Linked DNA regions of Oryctolagus cuniculus: region 2 is linked to region 1. The links are chromatin contacts, called in public Micro-C maps. All regions are on one chromosome and are shown on one strand. Each heading gives the region's core, a stretch centred on a gene start, on an enhancer-like site or on the middle of the called end of the contact. The rest is flanking DNA. Distances are from core to core; before and after follow the strand shown. Region 1 has its middle 18 kb from the start of TPRG1. Region 2 has its middle 230 kb from the start of TPRG1.

The links. A called contact is a pair of places that touch in the nucleus more often than the background predicts.
Region 2: a Micro-C map of ear pinna shows a contact between it and region 1, with 5 times the contacts expected there. The contact joins two enhancer-like sites. A contact is called at or near these places in 4 of 6 Hi-C or Micro-C datasets (ear pinna, psoas muscle, skin fibroblasts and 1 more).

What each region holds. Positions count from the first base shown.
Region 1 is chr4:90,472,882-90,479,047 of mOryCun1.1, forward strand. No RefSeq gene overlaps it. Among named protein-coding and RNA genes, the nearest start is that of TPRG1, 18 kb to the left of the region's middle. Within about 2 kb of position 3,625, at least 1 of the 8 cell types and tissues checked has an H3K27ac peak or open chromatin away from gene starts, as enhancers often do. A contact at or near this core is called in ear pinna, where this site is marked.
Region 2 is chr4:90,685,673-90,691,838 of mOryCun1.1, forward strand. No RefSeq gene overlaps it. Among named protein-coding and RNA genes, the nearest start is that of TPRG1, 230 kb to the left of the region's middle. Within about 2 kb of position 3,894, at least 2 of the 8 cell types and tissues checked have an H3K27ac peak or open chromatin away from gene starts, as enhancers often do. A contact at or near this core is called in ear pinna, where this site is marked.

The DNA.
Region 1 (6,166 bases), core at 2,375-4,874:
CATGGTCTTAGCAAGGCCTGCTTTAATTATCTAACGCAGAATTGAAACATCATAGCACAGTAACCCCCTGCTCCCCTTCCCTGACTTTTTTCTTTCTGCATTTGGCATCATCTGATACACTACATGTTTTCTTTACATGATATTTTCTGCCTCCCTCCCACAGACACCAGAACACATAGAAATGCACACTGTATGAAGGTAGGAATTTTTACCTATTTTTCTGATTGCTGGATCCCCAACACTTAAAGTGCCACACTTGTAAATGCTCAAAAACTCATGATTAACAAGGAAATGCAGTAATTAACCTCTTGGAATCCATGAATGAAGTCACTTTTCTAAGCTTCAGTTTTCATAACTATGAAATGAGGGTCATAATATCCACTTTTCAAGCTTTTCAAGAACTCTTCTTGGGGTCAGCATTGTAGCACAGCAGATTAAGCCACTCATCCTATATGAGTAGCAATTCAAATCCCAGCTGCTCCACTTCTAATCCAGCTCCCTACTAATGCACTTGAAAAAGCAGCAGAAGATGACCCAAGTGCTGGGGCCCCTGCAACCCACATGGGAGACCCATATGAAGTTCCAGGCTCCTAGCTTCCACCTGGCCCAGCCCTGTCCATTGTGGCCATTTGGGCAGTGAACCAATGAATGGAAGGCCTCTCTCTCTCTCTCTCTCTCTCTCTCTGTAACTCTGCCTTTCAAATAAATAAATAAATAAATCTTTTTTTAAATAGAAATATTTTGGTAGTCCCTCATGTTTTCTTGTCTAGAATTCAATATATATATTATATATATGTTATATATATACATGTTGTATACATACGTATACAATTATATACATAAATATTTCTGAAGGCTATACTGTAATGTGAGATATTAGAGAGATGTGATGCCTGTTTCACATTGAAGGAAAAAAGAGCCATCTTATACTCTCTTCACTTCCAGGCATAGAGATGATAGACGCAGGATGTGTATTTGGTTAATCTGGTGTTTTTACCAAAGGTACAGGCTTTGGAGGAACAATGAAGATTCATTTAGAATGGATATGGCAATGCCTGGTGACATTCAGTCATGATGTTTGTGTTTTAGCCCTGACCAATCAGTTGTGGCTGGAAAACCCTCACTGTAAGAGAATCCTCTAAGTCTTGGTACCCTAAGACTGCCTTAGCTTCTACTCATGGTCTGATCTTCTTGCCTCTGCTCAGATCAGTCAGTGCTCCATACTTTCCAATCAGTTCCTCTTTTCACTTATACTAGCCAGAATTTCTGTTGCCTGCAGCCAAGCTCTCCAGAGCAAACATGCAGGGGTCCCTGTAAATGCTGTTGCTGCTCTACCCTGATCCCAAAAGCCACTGGGGCATCTATCTCCCAACCACTGCAGGTGCTATAGCTTATGGCTTACACACTTGATCTTGCAAGAACTTCCCAGGCTGATGACAGTGGACTCACCACACATTCAGTGATTAACTGATAATGGGGTAAAAATAATATCTTGGTTCAGGTTGGGACAACACTCAGCATGAGTTATACTCCGGGTTTCTCCTGAATCAGAAGGGTATGTGATACCTGAGACCACATTATTGTCCAGCTCTTTCCTTCCTTATTCTGTTTTCCTGATTCCCTAAGAGATGTTTCTAAAGACATGCCCTCAATAAGCCATGTGTACCTAGGGCTGGGCATTTGGCCTAGCAGGTAAGCTGCCAGTTGAGATGCTGCATCCAATATCAGAGTGCCTGGGTTTGGGTCCTGGCTCAACTTTCAATTCCAGTTTCCTACTAATTTATACCCTGGGGGGTAGCAGATGATAGATCAACTAGAGGGTTCTCTACCACCTACGTGGGAGAACTTGGTGAAGTTCCTGGCTCCCAGATTCATTATTTAATTTAACTTGAATGGGTTTCTCTTTCTCACAACCAAAGAAGTGTAACACCTTTAGTAACTAAGTACAAAGTAATACCCAACTCCAACGCCCTTTGAAATACCACAGTTTTGGCTATATTTAGGGTCAGATTTGTGTTTCCAAAATGTATCTCCAAAATACTCAGCACATAATTTTAGACTATGAAGTGAGAAGACTGTTGCTGGGATATCAGCTATATCTCCCGACTCATAACAACCTTTTCTATGCTGTGAGCTCCTAATAATATAGCCCTCTATGCTTACAAAACCACTTGCTTTTCTGAATGCCTGAGGTTCCTGAAGCCACAAGAACACTTTGGAGGTACACGTGCCATCTGAACTATTGTCACAGGTCTTTACCCAGGCACTTTCAAAACAGAATGAGAGGGGCCAGCGCCTGTGGCATAAGCAGCTGTGTGCAGTGCTGGCATCCCGTACGGGCGCCAGTTTGTGTCCCTGCTGCTCCACTTCTGCTCTAGCTCCCTACTGATGGTCTGATAAAGCAGCGGAAGATTCCCAAGTGCTTGGGCCCCTGCACCCACATGAAAGACCAAGAAGAATTGCAGCCATTTGGGGAGTGAACAAGCAGATCAAAGACCTCTCTATCTCTCCCTTTTTAAAAGCACCCAAACAAACAAAACAAAACAATACAATGAGAACCAGAACTGAACTCTAATTCTCCATTTATTGATTGGGTCTAATCAATCATCCAGAGTCAGTTTTTTTTGTTTTTGTTTTTGTTTTTGTTTTTTTTTGGTCAATGAGGCAAAAACCAAATGAATCCAAGGCATTGTCAGAATAAGGAATTTCTCATTTCACAGACGGGAAAACTAGGACCCTACAAGGAGAGACTTGCACAGGTCACACAGCCAGGAACTGGAAGAGTCAGAGATACCGTCATCCATCTCAGGCTCTGGGCACTAACATCCCCTCATCCCTGTCCTCAGAGAACTCTGGATCTGGTCATACAACACGAGACAGCATGTGAGTAGCGCTGCTCGTGCTCACTATCTCACTGACTTACATCCAGGATGATTACAGAAAAAAAGCGGGCTTGCAGAAGTCTTACTGAGGTTCCACATGCCTTCAGTACTCAGATGAACCCACATAGCTACTTGGAGAATGCATGGGAAAATACTTATTGATCATGCCCTGTGAGCTAGTTCCCACACCAAGCACTGTAGCTTCCTTCCTCCCAGGAGCTCACAGTTTAATGAAGCAAGACAGGGACAGAAATGAGCAGTGACAACTCAACAAGGGGAGTGAATGGTAGGCAGCCACACGAAGTCTGCAAGTACACAGACACTCCCATCTTGTTGTTCTTTATCAAAGGCAATAGGCGAGGTTATATTTCCATTTTGTCTAATAAAACAGAGAACAGCTGACCCATTAGTTCTAACGTGTGATAGCCACTCAGTTAACATTTATTAAACCTGGCATTAGGTACACAGACTGACACTGGTTAGTGTGCTCTCAGGAAACTAGCAATTAACCTAGGTAAAGCAGGCAAGAATCCATGTTAAAGTAGTTATTCAGCCATGTGGAAAACACTATGTACATAATAAAGCACTGGGAGGAGTCAGAGTGAAAGCTAACATCTTTTTGTAAAGGCCTCTAAGAAAAGGTGGGGGCCTGCGTTGGAATGACGTGCAGATGTCAGCCGCCAGATGGAGAGAGGGAGGCAGTTCCGGACACAGGCTTGAAACAGAGAAGTTAGTGTGGGAAAGTGAGAGCAAACTGACCCCATCGTGCAAAGAGAGTGGGCAAGGCGTGAGTAAAGACAAGGAGCATGAGAAGCAGTAAGAGGAAACGCTGTTTGGTGGGTGGAATTTGTGTTTTGCTTTTGAAAGTGGGGATGTGAAGAGGGCAGAAGATAATCATGCCGGCTGGAACAAAACAGCCCCTGCCCATCAGGGAACCGGTTACTCTTGGTCAGTTCCTGGGCTGAAATCTCTCCTCTTGTGGCAAATACCATCCAGAGGCTACACGAACTTACAGAATAGGAAGTCCTACAATTCTTCCGGAATTCTTAATAAATCAGCCACTTATCAAAAGGCTCTTGAACACTTTCCCACAGCGCAGCTCTTAGAATGAAAGCAGCAGTTTTCATGCCATTGGATAAGAGCCAAATATTTCTTTTCCTAACTCTAGATGACTGGTAGTTTGAAGATGACTTAAGTGCTGTAGATACTGAATGTGAATTAACACATGGACAGCACACAAAAGATATTTAATAGACGCTTCAGAGATGGCTGGTCTCCCACCCCCCAACACATATCCTCTAGCAACATAAAACTGAGAGACAGGAGCAGGTGATTTGGCTATGTGTTTGGCAAAGTTCATTTATGAATAAAACAGGTCTCCAGAACTGCAAACAGCTCCAGCACATGGGAGAGGAAAAGATCTGGAACCTATTTTATGAACATCTCATGTCGTAGGAGGGACAGGATATAGTTAGCTCTAAAACCAGAGCAGAGATGGCCATCTGAGGTAAGGAATGCTCCGTAGCAGCAGCCACCAAATGAGTTTCGACTGGACCACTGGTGTGGCCCAAAGCCCCCTGCAGGTAGCAAGGATGGGAGAAGTACAATGGGTGACTCTTCTCCAGACTCTGAACTCTCATTATGTGTTAACCAGAAGAGCTACAGTTTTGCCTACTTCCCATAATGGGTTTCCATAGGCAAATTCTGGTAATGAGGGGGTTTAGAAAAGCCTATGTACAGACTAGTTATCCATACTGCTTTAACCCCTAAATCTGATCCTATTACCTGAGAATTATCCAAATCTGATCCCACTGCTGCTAAATACTCTTGAGTAGACTCTTCATTTTGGTCAGGTATTTAAGGCCTGGACTGGCATTATGTCTGTATCTTCTGTCTCCTACTCCTTGCTTACCAGCTAAACTTATACATGTACTTGTGTGTGATATTCCGGGTGTTTAGAATGGACTTCCTGCTCCCTGTTATGGTGTTAAACAAGGCATTCTTTAAAACCCAGCCCAAAGGTGATCTTCCCTAAGCACCCAGTGAGAGAGGTCATTCATAGCTTTTTCTTAAAAGTGTGCTTATCAAGTAGTAATTATTTGTTGACATGTCATTATCTTCCATTAATATATTGTGAGTCCCTTAGGGCATGAAACCATGTTTTGTTTATCTCTGCTGTCCTCCTGGCCGGCAGCAGGTCAGTCCTTTCTAAGTTTGTTGAGTGAACTTTCTCATTTAAACTGCAGTGACTAGTAGTGGCCACCAGATGGCAGTGTGTGGATAGTTTTCTTTTACCAATCAGGAAGGAGGGGTAGGGTTCTTTAGCATGTCGCCTTTCATCTCTGTCCTTGCAGACAAACAGAAAGACACCAAGAAGTTCGATGGCAATGGAATTCACGACCTTGATTTAGAACCCCAGGCAGCTAATGTGTTCCGTATACTCCACTGCTTTCGGAAAACGTTCTTCCAGTAGGTTGAGAAAGGATTAGAGGACATTCTGTGTCCCAAGACAGAGGAACTTGGGTTTGACTTTATACTTCACAAGCACAAGGTGACCATCTTCTGGCCAGCAACACCCACAGATTGTAAGCATCTGTCACATCTCCCTAACTTCCTGCCCACCCCCATCTGCCAGACCCAAGGAGCTAGCAAGTCACACAAACATGCAGGACCTACTTTTCCTCCAGTTTTATTATTTTTATTGACTCATAATAATTGGACACATAGATGGGGCATGATGTGATGTTTTGATACATGTATACATTGGATAATGATTAAATGATATTTTTACCATATCCATTACCTAAAATATCTATCATTTTTTTGTAGAGAGAACATTCCGAATTCTCTCTTTTAGTTATTTTGAAATACACACTGCAATGTTTCTAACTATAGCCGCCCTATTGTCCTGTAGACCACCAGAACTTATTCCTCATATCACAGTCTACCTGCCCTCCCTAATACCTTCCCAACACTCTGCGAACCACTGTGCTATGCTTTCTTTCTCTGAGACCAGCTTTTTTAGATCCCACAAGTCTAAGTGAGATCGTGCAGCATTTGTCTGTCTGTGCCTAACTTATTTCACTTAACAATGTCCTCCAGGTTCATCTTGTTGCCACAAATGATTTCATTCTTTTTTATGACTGAGTAGTTTTCAATTATGTATATGGACCACATTTTCTTTATTCATTCATCCCTTGATGGATACTTGAATTGTTATATATCTTGGCTAGTGTGAGTAGCGCTGCAATGAACATGGAAACAGCTATCTCTCTAGTATGCTG
Region 2 (6,166 bases), core at 2,644-5,143, 210 kb after region 1:
CTTAATAATCAAAAAACATTCTCACCCATTACAGTTCACTACCACCTAACCAGCAATGTAGTTAAAGCTGGGGATCACTAGGGCCAGTGTTGTGGCATGGTGGGTAAAGCTACCATCTGAATGCTGGGCATCCTATATGGGTACCAGTTCGAGTCCCAGCTGCTCTACTTCCAATTCAGCTCCCTGCTAGTGGCCTGAGAAAAGCAGCAGAAGATGGCCCAAGTGCTTGGGTCCCTACTACCCATGTGGGAGACCTGGAAGAAGCTCTTGCAACCTGATTTCAGCCATCTGGGAAGTGAACCAGCAAATGGAACATCTTTCTCTGTCTCTCCTTCTATCTGCATTTCTTTCAAATAATAAATAAATCCTTTTTTTAAAAAAGCTAAGAATCACATTTATATTTTTTAACCTTCCAATTAGCAGAATCAGTATCTTTTTTTAAGCATGCATTTTCTACCTCCAGAGTTCTATCTTATTTTTCTTGAATAACCAAGTATCCAATAAGGCATCTTCTATTAGTTCCAGTTTCAGGTGTTTTTATTTTGCTTTTCGCTTATGTTTTGTTTCAGTAGAAAAAAAACTTTTAAAACTGGCAGGAGGGCCGGCACCGCGGCTCACTAGGCTAATCCTCCGCCTTGCGGCGCCGGCACACCGGGTTCTAGTCCTGGTCAGGGCGCCGGATTCTGTCCCGGTTGCCCCTCTTCCAGGCCAGCTCTCTGCTGTGGCCAGGGAGTGCAGTGGAGGATGGCCCAAGTCCTTGGGCCCTGTACCCCATGGGAGACCAGGATAAATACCTGGCTCCTGGCTCCTGCCATCGGATCAGCGCGGTGCGCCGGCCGCAGCACACCGGCTGCGGCAGCCATTGGAGGGTGAACCAACGGCAAAGGAAGACCTTTCTCTCTGTCTCTCTCTCTCACTGTCCACTCTGCCTGTCAAAAAAAAAAAAAAAAAAAAAAAAAAAACCTGGCAGGAACTTCTTCCAGGTCTCCCACATGGGTAGCAGGGACCCAAGAAACCCAACTTCCTTGAACCTCACCAAAGAAACTAATTCAATTTTTATTGAAAAAATAAAAGCCTCTTTATTTCCACTCACAGTTTTTGCATAATGTTTAAATGATATGATTGCATTAATGAATGCAACTACATGAACAGGTTTGGGGAAAAGCCTGCTGATCCTTCATATGCATCCAAGTCAACTCTTGGGAAAAGACAGGCATGAGGAAAGGTAAGAGCAGCCTGTGGGCACGAGCACTTAGCACCCTGTCAGCATCAGTCAGCATGGTTTACGAAGGAACTGGAGGACTTCAGTTTTGTGGGGCTACGGCTACCTACTGAACAATCCAGTGATCCTCAGCACAAGAGAAGGAGACAAGGAGAACCAAATCTCTGTATCCTAGAAGCTGAGTTCTGTCTACTATCTGTGTCAACAAAAGGCTGATTCCAGGCAGAACTGTAAGATGAAGGGATTGCCTCTTGAACTCATAGCATCAACAAAGAGCCCTGAGCTCTAATGCAAGGTTTGCCACACAGTTGATAATGTTGGGGAAGCATCTCTAGTCACTTAGTCTAAGTTCCTTTGTTTATAAAATCTGAGAATTTGACTAGGGAACTTCTAAGATTTGCTTCCAATTTCAAAAACAAAGCCTTGGTTGTCTACAGTTTCTTTTGTTTTTCCCCCTTTGGTCCAACACACAGATGGTGACCACTAGGGGTCAGACTTTCTACGTAACTCCCTTTGCAAGAAGGAACTCAAGTCTTGGATTTTTTTTTTTTTTTTTTTTAATGGGAAGAAATTTGAGAGGTCTTCTGTTTGGCAAGTAGTGCCACATTTAAACTCTTTCAACATGCAAGACTCCATTATATTTTCAAAGTTTTCTAAGAAACAGTAGTTTCACAACCCCTTCTTCCAAGGAAATTCCTTATATCTAACCTAGATCCTTCAAATGTAATTTATTTCTCTTTTATTGTTATATGTCCATGGAAACTATTAATCACCCACTATTATCTTTTGGGGAACACATGTATTCTTCGGATAAGTGTCAGTTCATGTCCCAGTTTCTGTATAAATAAAATAGGAATCTGGGATTAGATTCCATCTTTCAATAAACAGCTCAACAAATAGGCAAGGATAACAAGAATTCAGCATACCTAACCACAGCCAGTAAAACTAGGACTTACATAACATCCAAAACCCATGTTCTTCTCACTAAGGCACTTCATCTATCACATGGCGCCCCTCCAGGCCTCTACTCATTAGGGAAAACCATGGACTTCCATAAAGGACTGGGAACAGAAGATGAGGAGGGTGGCCTGCAGAGTTTTTAACAAAGCAGTAGCTGCTTTAGTCACCTGTACTGTTGTGGTGATGGTATCAAGTTAACTCAAAGTCCCTTGGCATCTCTCAGTGCATGCTTCAACATCAAATGGCAAAGTTCAGACTTTGTAGAGGAATCTGAAACTAGTAAACTCCTTGGCAGCAATAAAAATCAAATATGTTCTGTTGCACTGGATCAAAACTTGGGAACCTCATGAGCTCCACCCTGCCCTGATAACAGCTGCAAATGTTTATTTTATTTCTCTAACATCTGGCCAGCCCATGTGTACACAGCATGAAGGGTCAGCACAGGGAAAGGATCTGAATGCCCCAATTCTCAGCCTCTTAAGGATCCAGGAGAACAGGACAATGTCTGTATTAGGAAATTCCTTTAACTTTGTGGGGATTTAGGAAGCAGCGTTTTATGGCACTTCAAGAATCTCTTACCCTTTGTCCGTTTTCGTGCCACTGTAGCAAAGGCATTTAGCCAAAAGTATAGTTAGGTAGTGGTAAGAGGTCTGAATTGAGAATTAGATAACTCAAATTCCAATTCAATCTCCATGAATTATGGACCATGAACCTTTGGGAAAATTATTCTTTCAAGGTCTCATTTTACCATCTGAGTTATAAGATGATGCCATCTCTAAGGTTTACCCAGCTGTGCTCTTCAATTCTTTGGCATAATGGTTGTAGTTACCATATCATTATGTTTATTCAATAAAATATATTCCCAAAAATTATCAGTTCCCCCTAAATTGTTATATAAAGTAAGTTTGACATAATCTACCTCCTAGAGAATATGCTAGAGCTAATATAAATGCTAAATCAATTATTGCCTCTTTTCAAAAAGCTAATTATTTATACACAGTCTTCTCTTAGAAATTATAAACAGATTGTTTGCTGAGCCTTATTTTTAATGTGAAACATGACCTTGATATTTAAATAGACTTTTTAAAAATTTCAATACATTTTCATTTCATACAAAGTGAATCAGGGTAAAGTTCTTATTTAAAATAAGCATACTATTACCTTTGATAAATGAAATGCAAACAAAATAATGTATTATGAATTTACAAATATATCTTGAATGCTAAGCAAAGAATGCTGACTTAATTTAGTAGGCAATGAATGGCTGATAGTTTTTTAAACAAAGGAGTAATACAATCTGAAGTTAGAAACTGAGTTATTCTAAGAAATTACTCTTTATAACCTTGCAAGTAAGCCTTGAGAAGAACATAAACTTCCTATCTTATATCTATCTTATAGAACTATAGTTCTGTTCTTTAAGTCTCATTTATTCATCACATGATGATCTTTTGGGTTAAAGTTACCAAAAAAAATTGAAAGAGAGTGAATAAGAATGAAGAAGTGAGAGGACCTCATGGACTAGATTCATTTTATTTAGGACTGGTATTTATTTATTTATTTGAATGGTGGAGTTACAGAGGCAGGGGCAGAGAGAGTGAAATTGAGAGAAAAAGAGGTCTTCCATCCACTGGTTCTCTCCCCAAATGGCCACAACAGCCAGAGCTGGGCCGATCCAAAGCCAGGACAGGAGCCCAGGAGCTGGGGGCTTCTTTGGGATCTCCCATGTGTGTGCAGGGGCCCAAGGACTCAGGCCATCTTACACTGCTTTCCTAGGCCATAGCAGAGAGCTGTCTCGGCAGTGGAATAGCCAGTTCCCATATGGAATGCCGACACCACAGGTGGTGGTTTTACTCACTGCACCACAGTGAGGGCTGGTATTTAAGTAGAGGTAACTCAAAATTTCCTAGAGTGGGAACCCATCGCTCAAAAGGAGCCCCAGTCTTCCTTTCCATCTTTCCAGAGTTCCAGTTGGCCACATTTCCAAGATGGTTGAGGAAATTGGGTCCTACTGAAGTCCAGCAGAGGGTGCTCTTGGAGCAGAATTGAGGATGCACTGAGAAACTGGGAGGCCAATCTCAGCCCCCTTCACCAAATTGCTGGGTTGATATTGTCTGAGTCCTTCTGTGCTGACCTAAAAGATAGTTCATTGATCTCTTTGTCTTGCCTTATAAAATACTGCTCATACTCTGGTAAAACTTGGAATACCCCATTTTCCAGTTCTATTTTTCTTTCCATTATGAAGAAAAAAAATGATTACCTAATCCTCAAAAAAACAGGAAATGAGTTAAGAAATATGACATCCAGGCAATTGCACAGAAGAGTCACTGAAGTCTGAGAAATGAGGAAAAGTTTCACCAAGGTAAGTGTGTGTCAAAGCTAGCCAAATGTTCAACAAAACTACCCATCTACTGCTGCCTACCAGCATTCATAATGAAATTCATAAATGCTTTTAAAAGTGATGGTCATCACTTGAACACATGGACAGAGCCAAAATAATGACACAAAATGAATCTTGTACTATGAATGGGTAACAGAAATCCACTAAGATTTTTGAGTCCAAGAATGATGTCATCAAAGCTTAGCAACTGGGTCGCCAAGCAAAAGATTTATTCATTGCAATTTAGACACTGAACTGCAACTTGTAGCAAAATAAAAAATATAACACACACATACACACACACACACACACGAGAACCAAAAAGCAATAGAGGTATAGGCTCCATCCCTGTCCCCAAGGCTCCTTGGCTCTACATCTTTCTTTGGCCAGGAGCCTTGGATAAGTCTCTTTAAACTTCAGTTTGCTTTCTTTATCAAATGAGGAACTAAACCACACAATCTATCAGATTCATTTCATGCTTTATATTCTGAGTCTACAAGTTTCTAGCATCTTGAACTTAGAATTTAGTTTTTCCTTAGGAAATGCATGTAAGGCAGGCTAAAGGTAGTTGACCATTCAGTCATCATTCAAGTGAATATACAGGTCCAGTGTATGTCAGGGGACAAACACAGGTCAGTGTTTATGTCAGAGACCTGCTGCCACCACCCCTCTCCAAACTACACATACCCTTCAGTCACCAGCAGTTAGGATATTGTGTGGGCTAAGGGTAAAGGCATCTATTCCTTAGCTGGTTTGAGGATTCCATGGTGGAATGGGAGAGTTTGGTCAGTCAAGCAATGTAGACTCAGCCTTTTTGGCAAATAGGATCTGAGTACGAAAAGAATCTTCCAAACTCATTCACTCCTCCCTATCATTTAGGACATGTTGAGATATAGATCTCAAGACCACCTAAGAATTGGTTGAATAAACCTGGATTATGGTGTCCTTATTGACTAAATGTAGTTTCTACCATATAATCTTCCCAGCACAATTTAGATTTTCTTCTCCCAATTATCACTGGATCCTTATGCTACTGAGAGATAACCACAATCCCTTCAAGTCTTCTCACACAAAACCGCACTTCAGATACGAGAGCACCATGTCAATAGTGGCAATAGAAGGAGCTTTCTCTTATGATATTCTGAATTTGGATCTTCACTTCACCTGAAGTCTTAGGAGGGTGTCAGTTTAACATTCATATTTCTTCACTTCATACACCAACTTGGGTCCAATTAAATCTTCATTTATTTACATAAACCTACTGTAAAAATGTTTGAGGAAGCTTGCAATAAAGAACACAAATAGTTTTAAACCCAACTATAAAGCAAAAGTTTAAATGCAATTATTCTGGAAATGACTGAAACCACTGCAAGCTAAAAATTGTTTTTTTTTTCTTTTAACTTTTATTTAATGAATATAAATTTCCAAAGTACGATTTATGGATTACAATGGCTTCCCCCCCATACCGTCCCTCCCACGCACAACCCTCCCCTTTCCCACTCCCTCTCCCTTTCCATTCACATCAAGATTCATTTTCGATTATCTTAATATACAGAAGATCAGCTTAGTATACATTAAGTAAGGATTTCAACAGTTTGCTCCCACAC